Regions from separate parts of the Sus scrofa genome. Here region 1 is linked to region 2. Evidence: chromatin contacts called from public HiChIP or PLAC-seq data. All regions are on one chromosome and are shown on one strand. Each heading gives the region's core, a stretch centred on a gene start, on an enhancer-like site or on the middle of the called end of the contact. The rest is flanking DNA. Distances are from core to core; before and after follow the strand shown. Region 1 overlaps FAM107B (protein FAM107B). Region 2 holds the start of SUV39H2 (suppressor of variegation 3-9 homolog 2).

Region 1 (2,784 bases), core at 280-2,779, 300 kb before region 2:
GACACTCTAACCCCACTTGAAGTTCCACCTCCCTTAATAAAAATTAAGATACCCGATCACTGGGTTGTGCCCGCTTCTTGATCACATCCACCCCAGGTCTGGCCCCATCTCTCTCACCCCACCTTCAAGTGCAAACCCAACTCTGCTTTTCCAAGAGAATCCCAATGTTCTTCCAGGTTCCACTGGCCCTCCTGCAGAAGCTCAATGAACCAAATCTCTACAATTATACATCCCTCCCTGGTGGCTGCTGACTAATGAGATTCAAGGCTCTTTTGTCTTAATAAGTCACTAGCAAGATGAGGTAGAGAAAAAAGAACCTCAAAAAAAAAGGTCCCCAGGAGTTCCCACTGCGGCTCAGGGAAAATGAACCTGACTAGCATCCATGAGGATATAGGTTTGATCCCTGGCCTCGCTCAGTGGATTAAGGATCCAGGGTTGCTGTGAGTTGTGGTATAGGTCGAATATACAGCTTGGACCCTGCATTGCTGTGGCTGTGGTGTAGGCTGGCAGCTGTAGCTCCGATTAGACCCCTAGCCTGGGAACTTCTGTATGCCATGGATACAGCCCTAAAAAGCAAAAAAAAAACAAAAGGAAAGAAAAGGTCCCCAAACCTAAATCCTGACTCATAACTTCCCTGGGTCTGCTTCCCCTACTGGTAAAATGACAGCCAGATATCCTACATTTTACAACTTTTCATCTCACATGTGCTATATCTCAGCCATACTATGGGCCAAATTGGGTTATTTCTATGAAAAAAAAAAAGGTGCTCTGACTCTCACTCACTTAACTATTTCACTCCTGAAATAGGGCACAGTCAGAATTTGTCTGGAAAACGTCATTTTCAACTCTGAAAGAGGTCTTCGTGACAGACACGATGGTGTTTTTCTGAATGGTGAACATGTTTCATAATTACAAGAACATGAGTTGACTCTTACTTGGCTTCTGCTTCCACAGTGAGAAACTGTCATGAGGATTGGGACACGTGCCCATCCTGGTGTCTGGGGATTGTCTGGCTCTAACTAAACCCCAGAGAGCAGCTACTGGCACGGCCCAAGTCCCCCGAATTCAAGTCTGTTATTCCCACTTATCCCTCTTCTGGAGACTCTGGGGACTTTCCCTGAACAACAAACAGCCAGTAAGGAGAACACTAGAATCAAGACAGCATTATGAAGCCAACTATTGTCAGACCGACCAGAACCAGGAGTGTCCATCCCTTAATGAAGAGTGTCCTTCCTACGTGCGAGCCTTGGGTTAGACCCTAAAGTGCTAGGGAGAAGGGAGATGTGCTCCCTTGTCGCACAGGACTTGGGCTGGTGGAGAGGACAGGCCCGCCACCCAGCGTGTGACATGTACACTTTGAAGGTGGGAAGCCTGGCTGGTCTCAGGCATAAGGTCTTCCTCTGATTGCTCCTCCTTCCTGCTACCAAAGGTGAATGTTCTGCCCTGTGACTCCATCAGGGAGGACGCTCTGGCCCCAGGAAACCCGTGCCTAAAAGCAGCTGCAACCACGAGGGCTCACTGTCACCTCTCACACGAGGGTGGTGTCAGGCTGTGCAAGGCTGCGTTAGGGATCAGCAGGCTTTCTCAATGCTCGGCCTCAGCAGCCCCAGCACCTCCAAGAGGAAAGGCAGACGAGGAAAGCATCTCCCGTCCCCGCCCCTGCCCACCCAGGTCTCTTTACCAGGAAGGGAGGCCACGCCCAGAAGCCCCCTTCCCACACCTCATTGGGCAGAGCTGTGTCATGTTATCACCAGACCAACAAAGGATTCTGGGAAAGGGTGGACGCAGCATCGGGGTGGGCCAGTGGCTGTTAGGGAGATCGTCACTCTGCCACACACAGACTGTTGTGGGTGGAATGTGTCCTCCCAAACTCTGTAGGTTGAAGCCCCATCCCCCAATGTGACAGTACGTGGAGGTGGGTGGGCCCTTTGTGAAATGGCTAGGATTAGACCAGGTCATGAGGGTGGGGCCCCCAGGATGGGATTAGTGTCCTTTAGAAGGAAGAAACAGCAGAGCTGGCGCTCCCCACCCCCGCCACCACACAAGGACACAGTAAGAAGGCTGCTGTCCCTAAGCCAAGAAGAGCCTCTTCCCCAGGAATCCACTCAGCCAGCACCCTCATCTCAGACTTCCAATAAGGGAACCGTGAGAAATGAACCTCTGTTGTTTAACCCACCCAAGTCTATGATAGTTTGATATAGCAGCCCGAGCCGCTAGGACACATCCTCAATTCAACTGTCCTCAAAGGCACGCCAACCTCCCTCCAAGGGGCTCCTGGGGCTCCTCGGGGTGAGGCCAACTGCTCCCCACCTAGGCTTCAGAGCTGAAAGGGAAACTAGAGCAATGCTAATTTCTGAAACATATTCAGTGCTCACAGCATCAGGAACGAAAGCAACACAAGCAACAAAGACCAGGGACTTTTTAATGGAAACCCTTTCAGCCTTGAGCTTTCCCTTGTACACAAAAAGCTCCCTTTGTAAACTAAGGGGATTTTTGGCAAAAGTTCAAACGTATACACATTTGTAGGAGGTGTGGGCTCTGCGTTGGGGAGTCAACTAAACTGACTCTTCCCTTTTTCTGCTTGAACCCCACACATGCATTCAGTTCCCTCCAGAGGCTTGTCAATCTAAGACACCAAGCCTTCACTTTTCCCACAGGCTGTCTTGCAGTCCCAGGAAAACAAAAAAGAGCCCTGAGTTTCTCCAGGTACAGTCACAGGTGGAGGAAAACTCGAAATAAGAATCGGGGGAAAATGACAGCAACCTATGTGGCAAACAAGGAACA
Region 2 (2,784 bases), core at 259-2,758:
TCAAGGTGCTTATAGAAAGTATGTAAAAACAAGAACTCAAAGAGGAAACCACTTCCCAGAGATTTTATATGTATCTTCCTACACATTTTCTTACGCAGTTGAAACTGTATTTTATAGCTCTTTCTTTTGCTTGATATATTAAACACTTCACCATGATAGCAAAGTCCTCATAAACATGTTTTATTGACTAGATAGTATTTAATAACATAATCAAACAAATTAATTCCTTTAATGTTCTGCGTTTATTTCCAACATTTCAAACATAAAGGCTGCTTTGAACTAATTTTGTGTTTTACTTAAATTTCTTTTAAAAATCGTTGGTAGACATTAAACAGCTTTCTGCGGAACTTTCGCAATTTACTAGTCTCAGATTTCCGCATCAGATCGTGCAGTACAATTACCATGGACGCAGTGTGTAGAATGGACGGGGGCGGGGTGGGAGTGGAGACCAGTTAGGTCCTAGCAAAGGACCTGTAGGACTTGGCATCTTACAGCCTACCCACAGGCATGGGGCGTAGCCTGGGGGCTCGTCATAAACGCGGAACCTCAGGTTCCAACCCAGACATACCTGATTCGAATCTGCATTTTAACGAGATGCCCAGGGAATTCCCATTACGGCTCAGCGGGTTACTAACCCAACCAGTATTCATGAGGATGTGGTTCAATCCCTGGCCTGCTCAGTGAGTAAAGGATCCCTGTTGCTGCGAAATGTGCTGTAGCTGGAGCTCCGACTTGAGCCCTAGCCTGGGAACTTCCATATGCCCCAGGTGTGGCCCTAAAAAAAGGCAAAACAAACAAAAACACCAGGATGTTCAGATGATTCCTGTACCCATTCGAGTGTGAGAAGCACTGTTCTAGACCAGAGGTTTCAAATTCCACATTTAGAATCACCTGGGGACCTCTAAAAACTCCAATGTTCCGGGTACACCTTTTGCCTATTAAATTTCTGCGAATGGAACCAAAAAAACCCCAAACCTCCAAGGAATCCCAACGTGCAGCCAATTTTGAGAAACTGTGATCTGGAGGAGTAGCCTGGAAGGAAACGTAACAGTGGCTAGTAGGGCTCAGGTGGCTAAGGAACAGGTACGGGAAGGAAACGTACTCTGCACTTTGTAGCTCCGCTCTGCGTTTGAAATTTTGCACGGTGTGTATCAGTAGCACCATGGAAAAGAACTAACAACTGTAGGAAAGCCTGTGGTAAGTGCCTTGAATTAGGCGCTAAACTAGGCAGATCAGGGCAGGTGGCCGCTGACCCAGCCCTACACTCCGGTATTCCGGCCACGGGCTGCTCTCCGGCCAGTTTGCCCCGCCCCTCCGCACACGGGGAGACAACGTGGGGCGCAGGCGCGCTGGCTGTCCCAGACAAGTCGGCCTCGGCTGACGTCAGGACGCCTCGCGGGTTCTAGCCCCCCGCCCCGGCCCCCGAGTCCCGCGCGGGCCGGGCGGGGGCGGGGCGTCGGCCAGCTGAGCTATCCCGTCCGACCGCGCCAGTTTGAATGAAAGCTCCTCAAGATGGCGGCGGCCGGGGCCGAGGCGCGAGGAGGTGAGGGCTGGAGAGCGGCGCCCCGCACTGTCCCCCGTCCTCCAGGCAAACTCCCGAGGCCGGGGAAGCGGGGCCGGGACGCGCGGGCGGGCCGGAGCGCGACGGGACAGGAAGCCTCCTGCCGCGCGGCTGACGCGGCGGCCCCTACACGCGCGCCGCGGGCCCCTCCCTGCCCCGGGCCCCTGACCCTCCTCGCGGCTCGGCCCGCCCGCGGCCCGCAGTCTCCTCCCGCGCCCGGCCCCCGCGAGGCCAGGCCCGCACGCCCCGCTGCCGGCTCGCGGACTCGGCGGTCTGGGTCCCGCTGCCGTTCGGGCCCGAGATGGGCCCCGGCCCGGCCGCGGTGCGGAGGCGTTCGAACGGCTCCGGCGGATCCCTGCGCGGCTCGAGGTCCGTGGGCACACGGGGGGCTCGACTCCTTTGTGCTGCTTTGAGCGGGACGGTTCGCGGTCCGGGCCGGTTTTTGAACTGGGGAGCGGGAGGCCTCCGGTGGTGTAGGTGTGACCTCAGTATCCGAGGAGAGGAGTAGTCGGGGCGGAGGTGTGGAGGCTGAGAAAGGAAAGAAGTGAGGGTACACCCCATTTTGGACTTACTGGGGGGCTTCCGCTCCCAGTTGGGAACATCCCAGGAAGTGGGTCTCGGAGGTTGTGGCCTCCGGCTCATGGGGAAGAGTTCTCCCCGGCGGGAGCTTGCGTGGGAATTAATGAGGTGGACGCCAAGGAGCTCGGTGCTGAACGTGTATTTGTGCGCGCGCTGAAAGACTGGAACTTTCAATGCCTTCTGGAACCTGAAAGGTGTTTCCAGCACTGCGCTTCTCGGCATAGATCGTGGACTCACTGCCCCCCAGCGTGTCTGCCACTAGGGGTTAGTGTGAACTCAAGTTTTGGGGGTGGTCGCGAAACGTTTAATCTTATAAAGGAGTTCTTTCCCTATCTTATTAGAGGCGATCCGAATTGTTACCAGGAGTTTGCAGGTTTTTTAGGTTCCAGTCGTTCTCAAACATAGCATTTCTGTCGAGGCTTGTGTCTTGAATCTGCATAGTACTCCGACTAGATAACAATGGTAGGAACAGCAGACAAACATACCTTGGGTAGATAATCCAGAGGAAGGTCCTTTGCATGCCATCAGCATAAGGAGGTTATCTTGACGCAAAACTTCCTGAAGCTTTTTCAGTGAAAGGATTTAAAGGGTCGTTTCTGTTCTGCCAAATTCCCCTACGTCCAAGCCAACACTCCAAAACAAGC

What was found. HiChIP or PLAC-seq counts read pairs in DNA pulled down with a chosen protein or histone mark.
Region 1: a contact with region 2 is called in an H3K27ac HiChIP or PLAC-seq map of alveolar macrophages. The contact joins the enhancer-like site here to the promoter of SUV39H2 in region 2. A contact is called at or near these places in 2 of 5 promoter capture datasets (fetal liver and liver), 5 of 47 Hi-C or Micro-C datasets (epiblast stem cells, fetal heart ventricle, heart right ventricle and 1 more) and 2 of 2 datasets of contacts at active chromatin or transcription factors (alveolar macrophages and skeletal muscle).

Annotation. Positions count from the first base shown.
Region 1 is chr10:47,194,681-47,197,464 of Sscrofa11.1, reverse strand. The region is part of intron 1 of FAM107B (protein FAM107B); the gene reads right to left. Among named protein-coding and RNA genes, the nearest start is that of FAM107B, 55 kb to the right of the region's middle. Within about 2 kb of position 1,529, at least 15 of the 83 cell types and tissues checked have an H3K27ac peak or open chromatin away from gene starts, as enhancers often do. A contact at or near this core is called in alveolar macrophages, where this site is marked.
Region 2 is chr10:46,898,617-46,901,400 of Sscrofa11.1, reverse strand. It overlaps SUV39H2 (suppressor of variegation 3-9 homolog 2), which reads left to right and starts at 1,508. Exons shown (of 5, transcript NM_001039747.1): 1 at 1,508-1,543.